3 separate regions of the Mus musculus genome follow, and all the other regions are linked to region 1. The links are chromatin contacts, called in public ChIA-PET and HiChIP or PLAC-seq maps. All regions are on one chromosome and are shown on one strand. Each heading gives the region's core, a stretch centred on a gene start, on an enhancer-like site or on the middle of the called end of the contact. The rest is flanking DNA. Distances are from core to core; before and after follow the strand shown.

Region 1 (4,488 bases), core at 776-3,275:
AACTCGAGTTCCAGAGCCTCAGGCCTCTTCCCTTCCTCACCTAGCACTGCCAGGGCTCGGCGGTAAAGGGGCAGACTGGGGCCTTCAGCCCCCCAGCCGGGGCCACCCTGCTGCTGTGCCAGTTTCACAAATGGGGGGAGCCACTGAGGCTCGAGCTGGCCCAGGCACTGACACAGGAGTTCAAAGGGCGGCAGTATTCCATTGGGATGTTCCTTTCCAGCTGTTGGAGCCCTTAGGACCTTCTTCCATACATCCGGGGGTGCTTGGGACCTCAGCCTGCCACTCCTATCTGGCTGGAGCTGCAGTGCCTGGAGGGTGGCACCCCAAGCTGCTGTAGGAAGGGCTTGGAAAATGGTGTTGAATTGGGCCAGCTGGTCTCCTGTCAACTGGGTTCTCAGCAGGCGGGCCACCTCGTGCTCCGCTAACTCAGTCCAGCCAGCCTCCTCATCGTCCCCAGCCACCAGCTGGGCCTTGAGCTGTTCTATACTACGATAATCCCGGAGCTCAGCCCTCAGGGTTGTCAGGAGTGTAGACGGGGGCAGGTGGCCCTGGAGGATGGAGGCCAGGGCCTGAGGTGCCCGAAACATGCTGTTGTGTCTCAGTTCTTCTGGGGTAAGCTGGGTACCTCGAAGGCTCCGACGCTGGTAGTACCCACAGGCCTCCTCAAACACCAGGTCCTTGTCTGAAGGCAGCTCAAGGCCTTGGGGAGTTTCCCAACACACACAAAAGAGACCCAAGGCTGAAAGCAATCGTAGGGCTCCTCGGGTCTCCAGCTCTTCCTCGTTCTTCATGCCCGGGGCTGGAGGCTCCAGCAAATGTACTCTGTCTGTACTGAGAACCTTTTTTTCCAACAGCCGCCCACTGCTCATGTCCAGTAGTTCCAAGGTGGAGCCCAGGACACAGGCTAAAGTGCCGTGAAATGTCCCCAGGGCTGCAGACCCTTTTAGGCTTACAGGGGCCTCCTGCAGGATTCCCACGGTTCGAGTACCACCATGGCACTGCACTAGGCTCACCTTCCCTTTCAAGTCAAGCAACAACAAGCCCTGCGAAGATGGGGCCCAAGTGTGTACAGCCAGTGGCTCCCTGGGGGACAGGAATCCAGGAAGGCCTCGCAGCAGGGTCCGGAAGTCCCAAGTGTCCCCTTGTTTGGGATTCAGGCTTTTACTGTGTGAAAGACCAAGAGATGGAGCAGCAACTATTACCTTCCCCTTGCTTGGGCTCCAGATGAGCAGAAGGTGGGCCACACCAGACCAAGTGTTGGTAGTAGGCACCAGGAAGAGGTCCTTGCGGGAGGCTATCAGTCCAAAAAGGGGGCAATGGTGTAGCAGGATGTGGGTGCAGCCTAGTTTGGTGCCAGCCTCCCCGCTGGTTTCCAGGGTCTTGAAGCACACACGGTGGCTGAAGGCCGTTGAAAGCTGCTCTGGTTGGTCCTTAACACCCGGCTGACGCTCCTCGCACCAAACTAGGCGGCCTCGGGTTGCGGCCACGGCCATCACGCGGGCTCCACCATCCGGACACAGCTCAGTGCTCTGAAGTAGCTTCCATCCAGGCTCCATCCCCACGCCCCAAACCTCTGCTAGGCCACTCTCCCATACCAAGATCAGCGCGGGTCGCGCCAGCCACGGCACGAAAAAGACGTCCAGCGGCGAGGGGTCGCCCTCCGGCCAGGCACGCTCCAGCGGCAGGCCGGGCCCACGCACAGCCACTAGAAGCTGTGGGGCGGGCGATCCGGGGGGTCTTAATAGCAGCAAGTGGCGGCCGTCAGGGCTGCAGCGGACTAGGACAGCTGGGTCCCCCGCCAACAACTCGCGGAGCCGGGCCGCGCCGGTGAAGTTGCTCAGATCCGAAAGCAGGCGCAGAGTTCCTGCACGCTTCATGACGCCTCTGCCGCAGGAGCTAGCCAAGGCCTGATCGCCCAGTGGGGCGAGGCCGGACTGCTAGTCCTGGTACCCGGGGGAGTGCAGGGCTGACACTTCCGTCCCTGGTGAATGAGGTGAGCCAAGCCCTGGACTGAACGTCGACTCCGCCCGGCCCCGCCCCGCCAGGCGAGGTCCGGGATTGCCCCAGGGCACGCCCCGCTAGCGCTGCGCGCCGGGGGCGGAGCTGCGGGAAGATGTCCGAGGGAGGAGCATCCGCAGCACCCAAGGGTCCCCGCTCTGGATTCAAGTTTCCTAGGCACCGTGAGAATGTCTCAAAACGTCTCCCTTCTTTCTGAACCTCGCTCTTTCACCTTATTTGTGGTTGAGTACTGACACCGTATCAGCCCTGACCAAATAGCAAATCTCAACCGCCTGGAAATTTAGTGGAAAAACTGTAAGGTTAACAACCCTCCGCTCACCAGGCTGGCCACAAATTCACAGAGATTCTCCTGTCTCTGCCTCCCAAGTGCCGTGATTAAAGTTCATCACTACCATCCCTGGTCTTTATACATATGTTTTAAATTTGAAGTCAGCATACAAAGTAATGAATTTCATGATCGCATCCCCTTCCTCCATATTCTTAGTCCTGTGTGCACCTGTGAAGGCTGGAGGTCAGCCTCAGTGTCTTTCCTCAGAAGCCAACCTTCTACACTGTTTTGAGAGAACTTCTTTCACTAGGACCTCTCACCCACTAGGTTGTGCTAGCCAGCCAATGAGCTCGGGAGATCCTCCTGCTTCAGTCTCCCACGCTGGGATTATAGACTCGAACCACAATACCAAGCATTGAGGATAGAATTAGCGTCTTAAGCTTTTGAGGTATGCACTTTATTGACCAAGCTATGGCTGGCATTTTTACACATATATATATTATTCTACTTTGTTCCTGTTCACTGCCTTCCTCATTAAAAATTTAAATTAAATTATATTGAATGTGTGTGTGTTTGTGTGTGTATCTATGTGTGTCTGTGTTTGTGTGCGTGCAATATTATGGGCATACGCCACAACACCCACTCAGAGGCCAGAGGACAACTTTCGGAGCTGGTTCTTGCCTTGTACCACGTGGTTCCTGTGGTGGTTTGACTAAGAATGGTCTCCCACAGACGCATATATCTGAATAGTTAGTCATCAGAGAGTGGCACTCTCTGAGAAGAACTGGGATTAGTTATGTGTGGCCTCCTTGGAGGAAGTGTGTCACTGGCAGTGAGCTTTGCGATTTCAACCCCCCATGCCAGGTCCAGGTTCCCGTCTGCCTGTGGATGGGACTGGAGCTCTTAGCTACTGCTTCACTGCCGTGTGCATCACCGTGCTCTCTGCCAATGATGATAATGGATTGATGCTCTGAAACTGCAAGCAAGCCCCTCATTAAATGGTTTCTTGTATAAGAGTTGTCCTGGGGCTGGCGAGATGGCTCAGTGGGTAAGAGCACCCGACTGCTCTTCCGAAGGTCTGAAGTTCAAATTCCAGCAACCACATGGTGGCTCACAACCATCTGTAACAAGATCTGACTCCCTCTTCTGGAGTGTCTGAAGACAGCTACAGTGTACTTACATATAATAAATAAATAAATCTTAAAAAAAAAAAAAAAGAGTTGCCCTGGTTGTGGTATTTCTTCACAGCAATAGAAGAGTGACTGAGACAGGTGTCAGGAATCAAACTCAGGTGTGGGAACGTGGTTCACGGATGAAGCTGTGAGGAGCTGAGACCTTGTGGGAGAACTCCGAATAAACGAGTCTATAAACAATAAACAAGATAACCTCTGCACCCTCCCCAGCTGTATCAGAGAGGAGTAAATTAACTTATGTTATTGATTACAACTGACTATTGTTGTCTTTACGCCTCTATGGAAAAACATGTTTTTGTTTTTGCCACATGCGGCTTGTCCTTGTGACTGGACACTTTACTTAGTTGACTCCTTTTAACCCTTAGAGTAAAAACTGTCTGCTGCGAGAAATGAAGTTGGCTATGGCATAAAACTTTAGTTCACGGACGCTTCAGGCTGGCTCTCCCAGGTTCACACCGCCAGCTGGAGTAGCAACATCAGGTTCAGCAGCACTGATGAAAGTCCGTACTCACGCACTGAGGTGTTTCCTCAGCAATATATATATATACATATATATGTATATATGTGTGTGTGTTTATATATATATATATATGTTTATATATATGTTTATATATATATTTTTTGGGGGGGGACACAAATTCTCACTCTGTAGCTCTGTAGCCTGGCTTGTCCTTGAACCCTTGACAATCCGTCGGCCTCAGCTGCCCAAACACTGGAATTATAAACTGTCGTTCCTGTATCTGCATGAACTGCCATACCCTGTTCCCCGAATACTGATTGATTTGTCAGGCTCCCCTGTTTGGGGAGGGCATGCTTTTTTTTTTAAGATTAATTTTTATTTTGGGGTTTTGAAGAGATGGTTCAGCCATTGAGAACACTGTGTTTTTCAAGGGGACTTGAGTTGGCTCTCAGTACCCTCACAAATGCTTACAACTCTAGCTACAGGAATTCACTCTCTTTGGGCCTGCACAATCAGCCAGCCACAACACAAATAGAAAGTATAGAAAG
Region 2 (4,309 bases), core at 126-2,625, 370 kb after region 1:
TGGCAGTGTACTTCCTGATTCACTCCTGAAGATCAGGAACATTAATCTGTAGTTTGAGGGCTCTCAGTTACTACCAGCCGTCTCCACAGAAGCTACTAGAACACATGTTTAGGCTGTCCTGGAGATTATGTAAATCAGGAGGGCCCTCTTCACCACACAAGCACGAACCTGACTCTGAGGGAGTTCAGAAAAGGCAAAGGTCTCTTCCAAGCTGGGCAGTCTAAAGGAAGAAACCAGAAGGGCATCTAGTTATTACCAAAGGGTTTGGCTGCTAAGGGCAAGGCAGATGCTAGAATCCTGGGCTTACAGGAAATACTGAGATATGTGCCCTCGTTGGTGGTTTTTTGTTGTTGTTGTTGTTGTTGTTTTTTTTTTTTTTTTTTTTGGTTCCCTTCTCATCCAGAATATTCTCGTTAAATTTCTTTTCTTAGTTTTGGGGAAAGTTCCCCCTACTCTTACCCCACCCCCACTGCATCATACCCACAAACTCTGAGAAACACTCTCTCCTTTTATAGGGAAGAGATACCATGTGATCCTAAGAAGGCAAGACCACCCCCATTCCATCACTGCCCCTTACACTGAAGGAATGTTTCCTTAAGTTCTTCCATCTAAGGTCCTGCCTGAGTGTGGTGTGTTCCCCTTATAGCTCTGCAGGGACCTTGAGAGGTCACTGATCCCTCTAGCTGCCGAGGGATCCCTCTGTGGCTGCTCTGGGGAGAGCCCTGTACATTGGAGGTTTCCCTTCTGTTTGGTTAGAGGCTTATGTCCCTGTGTGTGTGTCATCTGGGGTAGGGTGAGGTGCGGGGGAGCCTTGTGTTAATGGGAGATTTCTAAATGCACTGAGTGCTGAGAGGCTCGGGAGTGTTGATTAGAGTTAAGCCCAGAGTGCCTGCTAATGTGCATTCCTGACTGATAGGGCCCAGATAGTGGGCTCCAAGCAATATTTTTAACCTGTGGAGATATGGAAGCTTAAAAGAGTTAAGCTTTTCTGCTACTTTAGGTGACACTAGGTGCTAAAATTCCCTGCTGACGCGAATACCTTTGGATCCTGGGCATTATGAACAAACAAACAGCAACACCCCCTCTCACTTTGAAGTCTTGTTCCCATTCTCTCCTTGTTTTGCAGTTTTCTTCTTACTCCTCTAATAGTATACATGTCTCCCCCCCACACTGTGCCTTGGTCTTCCCGCAGCTCTCTATGTGCCTAAAGTAAAGTTTTGGTGAAAGATAGGAGAAGGGAAGAGTCACAAACAAGGAAGTTTCTGAGAGAGGCAGGAGGCTTCCATCTGCATTTCCTCAGTTGAATCTCACGCAGGGCTCTGTAACCTCTCATAGCCTGGGAGGAAGAGGGACTCGCAGGGTAAAGGTTGGTGGTTGGGGCAGGAAGTAAGGCCCGTCTCTGTGGCAGCTGAACGAGAAGCTGAAGAGGCCCCTCTGCTCAGACCCTGGCTCTCTCTGTCTTCAGGACAGAAAGGATTCTCTGTTCCCCAGTTCCTCAGTCTCACTCTTCCCACATGGTGTTGGCTTCTTCCTCCTCAGCCCAGGCAATGCCAACAAGCGCATTTCCTCTCCTGTTTCCAGGTATGGCCTCTGGCCTCGGGCCGGCTGGGGCAGTGCTTACACACCATCCAGACCGAAGACCGAGTCTGGTCCATTGCTATCAGCCCATTACTCAGGTAAGGGAGACGTGTTTGGTTTTTATCTCATTCAAGAATGGTTTCATTTTATTAGGTCAGATAAGCTAGAAGTTTTTTCACTAGTGTATTCTAGGTTGCTATGAACCACTCTCCTGGGGATTTAAACATTCTCCAGAGACTTTAAGTCTTTGGGTCTTTCACTATACTTTGGAATTGCGATAACCTTTCCTAAGCATCTGACCAGAAATGTTAAGAGAAAGCTACATACTGGCTATAGCTAAGGGCAGTGTTACCTTTCTGGAGCAGATGTCCTCTGGGGTTGCTCCAACGCAGAGGCTTCTCAGTATACCTGAGAGGCAAGGACAGCAGCTAGCCTGCTGTTGTGACTCACTTCTGCTTTGTTCCCTGAAAATGTCTTCTGGTGTATCCCTTACAGGCTCTGGGTATCAGGAGAGGAGGAGAGGTTTGGGGTCTGCCAACTGGGCCGCATCCATATATGGAGAGGAGCAGAAACAGTGGCAACTTTGTGGAAGGGCAGCTCAGTTTTATTATTTGATGTCTGTGGTAGTTCGCCGTGCATGCTCCTGTTCATGCGCCTGGTTCTCTGGAGACCAGAGAGGGTGCTGAATCTGGAACTGTAGCTACAGATGGTTTTGAGCCACTGTGTGGGTGTCAAGAATCAAACACAGGTTCTCTGGAAGAGCATCTCTCCCCATCTCTCCAGTCCACAACTCTTTAAAACAAACAAACAAACAAACAAACAAACAAACCCCTAAAACCAGAATCAAAATAAGTCTTGCTGTGTAGCTAGGGCTTGTCCAGAACTGATTATACAGCCCAGACTGGCCGTGAGCTAGAGCTTCCTGCCTCAGCTTCCCAATGGCCAGGATTACGCCAAAATGCAGTTATTTCTTCTGCTTTAACTAGCCAGGTGTGTTGGCTCATGCCTGTAATCCCTGTACCTGGGAGGCTGAGGCAGGAAACATTACCCATGTATTTAAGGCCAGTTTGGGCTATAAGCATCAGCCAGCCTAGGACACAGAGTAAGACCCTGACTCAAAAACAAAGCAAAGTATGCAAAATAAAAATAAAAAGTAAAACTGGCCAGGTAGTAAGTGGTGCACACCTTTGATCCCTGCACTCAGGAGGCAGCAGCAGGCAGATCTCTGTGAGTTTGAGGCCATCCTCGTCTGCAGTTCCAGGACAGCCAGAGCTACACAAAGAAGTCCTGTATTGAAAAATTGCTGCTTTTTGGCTATTAATTGTTATTAAAAAACATTTTATTGGCATATAGTCACTGTACCTACTGTTGAGTTTCATGTAGACAGTGTCGTTCAGTGCATCGTGTGCTTTGTATCCAGGCTTTTAAAAGATTTTCTATTGCTTTGTGTGTATGGGTGTTTTGTATGTATGTACACACACACACACACACACACATCTGTGCATCACATATATACACTGTCCCTAGAGGCCACCAGGGGGTGTTGGGACTGGAGCTCAGATGGCTATAGCCACCATGTGGCTGCTGGGGATCAAACCTAGGTCCTTTAGAAGTTCAGTCAGTGCTCTTAGCTGATGAGGCATCGCTCCAGCTCCTGTCTGGGCTATCCTGAACCAAGGAGGCCTCTCTCCTTCCAGGGGCATTTAGAGACTTTTCTATACTTGAACTATCTTAGAAGTTAGTAGAGTCTGTCTTCCTGCTCTTTCCTGATGCCTCTCTCATCCCACCTGAGTGGAATTGGGAAAGTTAGAGGGCCACCACCTCCACCACCTCAGTCACTTGTTTTTATAAACAGGTTGGTGCCCCTTTTGCTCAGCCCCCTTCAGCCTCTTTCTCCTCACTTCATGGAGCCTGTAGCTCTCCTCTTGCTCTCTTCCACAACTCCCTTTCAATTTCTTTCTTCCTAAGAATTAGAGCCGATTAGCCACGTCATTAATTCTTCAATTTGACGGCTGATATAGCAGGACCTGAAACACATTGCTGACCTTAGAGAATGGAGACCCCATTCCTTAGCATATTGACGACGGGAGAAGTTAATTAAAATTCCACAGAGCAGAGGTGTCGGCTAACCTATAAACCTGTCACTTTTCAGAACAAATCATTCCAGCATCTTAGGAAAGAGGAAAGGGACAACCAGTGACCAGAGGGAAGCTAAGTGTATGGGGAGTTCTGGGTGGAAAAATGGAGCCAGCCAGCTTTGTCTCCTTGGCAGTTTCTCCCAAATGCCACCTTTCTGAAAGCCTGTCAGCCAGGCTTGTGTGTGGGACTAGAGAGAAGTGAGTGACAAATGTGCTGGCATCAGGGGACAAGAGCAGCTTGCTGGTGAAGGGGCTCTGGGCTAGAGATTGTCCGTGCACTCAGTACATGGAGGTGTGGGCAGGCTGTCCCCTGCACCCCAGCCTTAGAGACTTCTACTCTAGCCACATCCTCTGGAGAACGCTAGGTTACTTCTCAAGAGAAAAGACCACATAGCACCTATTACAGATGGTGTCAATAAGAGAAGTTGAGAAAGGAATTTGATTTGAGATGACAGTAAGCCAAGTTGAGGGTCTTGGCCATAACTTGGACCATGAGTAAGAGTGTGACTTTCTAATACTTGCGTTACTGTGATGTACGTACCACACTCTGTGCAGCGCTCTCTCTGTGTGGCCTTTCTTGGCTCTTTTCTGCT
Region 3 (4,714 bases), core at 1,233-3,732, 450 kb after region 1:
GTTGTGTCTGTTTGTTTGTTTGCTTGCTTGCTTTTCAAGACAGGGTTTCTCTGTATAGTTCTTGGCTGTGCCAGAACTGTTTCTGTAGACCAGGATAACCTCAAACTCAGAGGTTGCCTCTACCTCCAGAGTGCTGGAATTAAAGGTGTGCGCCATCACTGCCCACTTTAGCTTCTGGTTCTTTTTTTTTTTTTTAAAAGATTGATTTATTTATTTTATGAGTGCACTATAGCTGTCTTCAGACACACCAGAAGAGGGCATCAGATCCCATTACAGATGGTTGTGAGTCACCATGTGGTTGCTAGGAATTGAACTTAGTACTGGTGGAAGAGCAGTCAGTGCTCTTAACCACTGAGCCATCTCTCTAGCCCATGTCTGGTTCTTTTAAGCCTCCGATTCTACAATTATTTTCCTACAACAGGGGAGTACTAGTACCATATGTGTCTCTCACTCTACATGGGTGAGTGGGCCCTGCCACAAGTCAGACCTATGACTTGTCACTGTGGGAAAGGGAGACCCCAGCCCCCTTTTGGGCTGCTGTGGGTCTCTCTTCAGCTGCTCTTTGACACTTTGTGCCTAGCACACAAGTGCTCTTTGGGTGGCTATGACCCAGCCCTTCCAGCCCTTGTGTTTATCCAGGGCCTGGGGTGACAATGTGTGTCGTGGCCATAACCTTACTATGAACCAAGCTTGTACTGGGAGTCTGGCTGCCAGAACAGAGCAGGCACAAGCATATAACAGACATCCACAGCCCACAGCCAGAGGGGGCATGCCAGGGTGGGCAGGGTCTGTTGTGCCCAGCTTCTCCAGAATCATGGGATTTCTGGCCCTTTGGTAGGAATGGGACCCCTCTTGCCAGCACCAAGGGGAACAACTTGGAAGCTGTGGCCTTCCCCTCTTCACGGCAGGGGAGGGACATATTCCTGTTTTCTGAGAGGAAGCTGGGGAGAAGCTACAGCTGTGGTTCCAGGCTGCAAACAGAAAGCAGCTGCCTAAGCCTAGAGTTGGCACCGGTGTGATTCTGTGTCCACTCTGCCCTCCAGTCAGAACCAGCCAGCCATTTTCCCAGAATCTCCGAGTCCCTGGGCAGCCCTGCTTCCAAGCTCTGGAACCCAAGCTCTGGAACTGGAGAGAGAGGCTCCTAGCTAAGGCCCCAAGAGAAAAGTAGTCTGAGACTTTGGACCAGGTCTCATCTGCGACATCCTTCCTCCTCAGCTCTGATCCCCGTGGAAGAGCCTCCCTGAGGAAGGCCCTGGGCCCCAAGACAAGGAGATGCCCCCGGGGACGATGAGCTGCTTGAAAGGACCCCGAGAAAGCCACCAGAAGATGGGCCTGAACTGATAAACTATCTCTTCTCCAATGGCTGTGGAGTCTCTGTGTAGAACCTGCTAGACCCAGGCCTGGCCCTGACAGGATAAGCCTGTCACCTCAGACAGTGCCCTTCCTTGCCTGCTCCAGGAGCTGCGACCCAGCCATCACTGTATGAGTGCAGGTTCCCTGGGTATGCACCCGGTGTCCCTTGTTTGTGTGCCTACCACACATTTCTGGGCCCTGTAGCTGTGGTGTGAGTACCAGTGTCTCTAGCTAGCCTCTGGGTACAGTCCCCATGTCACCAGGGGCTCAGGCAGGTGTGTGGGCTTGTCAGGGGACCCTGGTTGTGCTGGTCAGGGACTAGAAAGGTAGGGGAGTCCTGACTGGACTCGGAGCTCTGGGTCCCTGTGTCCATGGTGGAGACCGCAGGGCGGACCGCTTGCGTCAGCCTTGAGCGGCCATCAATAGCGCGCGGTTAATTAATTTGATGGGAACAGCAGGGACCGCCGTTTGCATTTAGTGAAGTTCCAGGAACTTCCAACCCCATCTTCATAATTGGCCTCATAAATTGTAAGAAAGAGAGAGATCAGCAAAGCGGGAGGGAGGAGGGGCCGCCCGTCCGTCCTTATTTAATTTTATTGCTGAAATTCATCTTTTTAGCCTCCTCCGCCTGAATCGGCTCTCCCTGCCGGATTTGCCTAATCATGATAAATTAATATTCATTTCCCCACCTCTTACCCAGCTCCCGCGCTTGGATGGAGTCAGGATGGTCTTCTTCCAGCCCCTCTGCCTTGGTTGGGAGATGACCCCCAAAGCGAAGCTTGTGTACTGCACTAAAATTGGCCCTTGGGGAGAGCAGGAGGGAGCCTGGGAGAAAGATGGGGTTGTGTTCCTTGGGGAGGAGGGGGCTCCCAAGACTGATAGGAACTCACAGGCCTCAGGAAGCTGACATTAACTACAAGTGGCTAGCCAGGGCTGGGTTAGAAGGACAGGAAGGCTGCTAGAGACCCGGAGGCTGAGCCACACGGGCAGACAGGGTAAGCTGAGGAGGTGAGACTGAAACAGAGTTGGTCACCCTCTGATCCTTGTCCCACTGCACTCCCTCAGCTAGAGATGAGCCACCTTGCCAGGTCCGAGGGTTCCTGTGGGTACCATGGGTCTCTGACCACTCTCTCTCAGTACAGTTATCAGGATGTCTGGAAACAACACACGGACACTTGTGCAGGGCTGTGCTGGGCTAGACTGGGCTGGACTGGACTGGGCTGGACTGGACTGGGCTGGGCTGGGCTGGGCTGGGCTGGACTGGGCTGGGCTGGGCTGGACTGGGCTGGGCTGGGCTGGGCTATGCTGGGCTGGGCTGGGCTATGCTGGGCTGGGCTGGGCTATGCTGGGCTGGGCTATGCTGGGCTGGGCTATGCTGGGCTGGGCTGTGCTGGGCTGTGCTGGGCTGGGCTATGCTGGGCTGGGCTGTGCTGTGCTGGGCTGTGCTGGGCTGGGCTGGGCTGGGCTGTGGGTGGAGTCTCACTAGGAGGTCCCCCATCCTGCACCTCCCTGGGTGGAGGCTCCAGTCTAAAGGAGCACAGTCCCCTCTGCTGCTCACATCCTGTTCTGTTAGGCACAAGGCCTGCCAATTTTATGCAGAAACTGATGATCAGACATGAACAGTGATTGGTCCAGTGCTCCACATAGATTGGGAGGTCTGGAACTAGGGACAGAAGGATGTGTATACCTGAGAGGCTGGGAGTGGTGAGCATGGTCCCTAGGGACCTGGCCTTTAGAGAGTGGGCAGAGCATTCTGCTCTAGGGTGTGAGCTCTCTCTCTCTCTCTCTCTCTCTCTCTCTCTCTCTCTGTGTGTGTGTGTGTGTGTGTGTGTGTTTTGATTTTTGGTTTTTCGAGACAGGGTTTCTCTGTATAGCCCTGGCTGTCCTGGAACTCACTTTGTAGACCAGACTGGCCTCAAACTCAGAAATCCACCTGCCTCTGTCTCCCAAGTGCTGGGGTTAAAGGCGTGCGCCCCCACGCCCGGCTTGTGTGTGTGTGTTTAAATGATTTTATTTTTATGTACATTTGTGAGCTGCCATGTGGGTGTTGGGAACTGAACCTGGATCCCCTGGAAGAGAAACCAGTGCTCTTAACTGCTGAGCTGTCTCTCTAGCCCCTGGGGTTATATTGTATTACATAGCAAAGGGGACATTATCTAACCATACAAGCCCCTTAAAAGGAGAGCTGCCTCTGGTTGGTGGCAGGTGGAAGGGCGGTGGACGAGAGATCTGAAGCATGAGCAGGAACTCTGGGGGCCTCAAGGAGCAGTGGTGCTGATGCAAGAAACAGTCCCCACAGCCATCAGGAACGGATGCTGCCAGCCACAAACGTGGGCATGCGAGGACTTTTTCTTTAGAGCCCTACTGGGATCCCAGGATAACCAGGACTCTCAATCCAGCCTGTGGGGCCCTAAGTAGCGAGCTCAGGCAACCTGACCTGAGTTTCTGCCCTGCACCACGGCTGTTGGAAAGGGCCAAGAGTGTGAACGTGTACTGTGTAGCAGTTAGAGGAGATGCACAAAGCCTAGGGGAGCCTTAGGAAGCTCCTGTAATGGTGAAGCTGGGGGAGGTGTGGAGACTCCACTCACACAGCTCCCTGCCCTCCAGATTTCCCAGGGCAATAATTGCTCCCAGTTTCCAGACTCTTCCGTCTCTTCTGCGGCTGATCATGGAATCAGATCCTTGTAAGCACTTCAGTGTGTGGCGTGTGCATCTGTGGAGCCTGGAACCTGGATGGAGTCGCTGTGAGCACTAACCAAGAGTTATACCCGTGCAGACAGCTTCTGCAGAAACTTCCAGCACACAGACATGAGCAAGCAGAGTGGTCTGATTGTGTGGCACCCTTCCCAAAAAAAGCGTGTCTCTCCTTCCCAAAATGGCATTTCAAAAATTTATTCATGGGACATGGATACCAAGAAAAAAGAAGTTTGGGGTCCCATGGGACTTGTTAGAAAGCTGGAAAGACCAGTTAATACTGAGCAAGCTATAAAAGGAGACTTGGGGAAGGGCCCTGAGCTACCTGTGCCACACACCTGGTTTATTTCAGCAGTTTTACCAAGCCCTACTTAGCTCAGCCCTACATGTGGATATGCAGTCTCCAGCTAGATTTTGTTTTGTTTTTGTTTTTTTGAGACAGGGTTTCTCTGTGTAGCCTCTGCTCACTTTGTAGACCAGGCTGGCCTTGAACTCAGAAATCCGCCTGCCTCTGCCTCCCAAGTGCTGGGATTAAGGGCACCACCACCGCCCAGCTCCATTTTACAGATGGAAAGCCTGAGTCCTGGGCTAGAAAGATGGTTCAGGGGTCAAGAGCATGTATTGCTCTATCAGGTCCCGGTCCCTGAGTTCAATTCCCAGTGCCCAC

The links. ChIA-PET counts read pairs in DNA pulled down with a chosen protein or histone mark. HiChIP or PLAC-seq counts read pairs in DNA pulled down with a chosen protein or histone mark.
Region 2: a contact with region 1 is called in an RNA polymerase II ChIA-PET map of memory CD8 T cells, with 8 read pairs. The contact joins the enhancer-like site here to the promoter of Hps6 in region 1. A contact is called at or near these places in 4 of 39 promoter capture datasets (hippocampal neurons, liver, pre-B cells and 1 more) and 3 of 115 datasets of contacts at active chromatin or transcription factors (bone marrow-derived macrophages, memory CD8 T cells and stem cell-derived neural progenitor cells).
Region 3: a FOXA1 HiChIP or PLAC-seq map of pancreatic cancer cells shows a contact between it and region 1. The contact joins the enhancer-like site here to the promoter of Hps6 in region 1. A contact is called at or near these places in 3 of 39 promoter capture datasets (the C10 cell line, hippocampal neurons and pre-B cells), 1 of 15 datasets of contacts at CTCF or cohesin (embryonic stem cells), 2 of 484 Hi-C or Micro-C datasets (B cells and embryonic stem cells), 6 of 115 datasets of contacts at active chromatin or transcription factors (bone marrow-derived macrophages, embryonic stem cells, memory CD8 T cells and 2 more) and 3 of 9 other capture datasets (adipose tissue, embryonic stem cells and liver).

What each region holds. Positions count from the first base shown.
Region 1 is chr19:46,001,015-46,005,502 of GRCm38.p6, reverse strand. It overlaps Hps6 (HPS6, biogenesis of lysosomal organelles complex 2 subunit 3), which reads right to left and starts at 2,025. Exons shown (of 1, transcript NM_176785.3): 1 at 1-2,025. The coding sequence starts at 1,877. The region is part of intron 1 of 4930505N22Rik (RIKEN cDNA 4930505N22 gene); the gene reads right to left.
Region 2 is chr19:45,628,232-45,632,540 of GRCm38.p6, reverse strand. It overlaps Fbxw4 (F-box and WD-40 domain protein 4), which reads left to right. Exons shown (of 9, transcript NM_013907.2): 5 at 1,582-1,676. Among named protein-coding and RNA genes, the nearest start is that of Fbxw4, 30 kb to the left of the region's middle. Within about 2 kb of position 1,375, at least 78 of the 459 cell types and tissues checked have an H3K27ac peak or open chromatin away from gene starts, as enhancers often do. A contact at or near this core is called in bone marrow-derived macrophages, memory CD8 T cells and pre-B cells, where this site is marked.
Region 3 is chr19:45,546,454-45,551,167 of GRCm38.p6, reverse strand. No RefSeq gene overlaps it. Among named protein-coding and RNA genes, the nearest start is that of Gm41856, 3.8 kb to the right of the region's middle. Within about 2 kb of position 2,482, at least 35 of the 459 cell types and tissues checked have an H3K27ac peak or open chromatin away from gene starts, as enhancers often do. A contact at or near this core is called in pancreatic cancer cells, where this site is marked.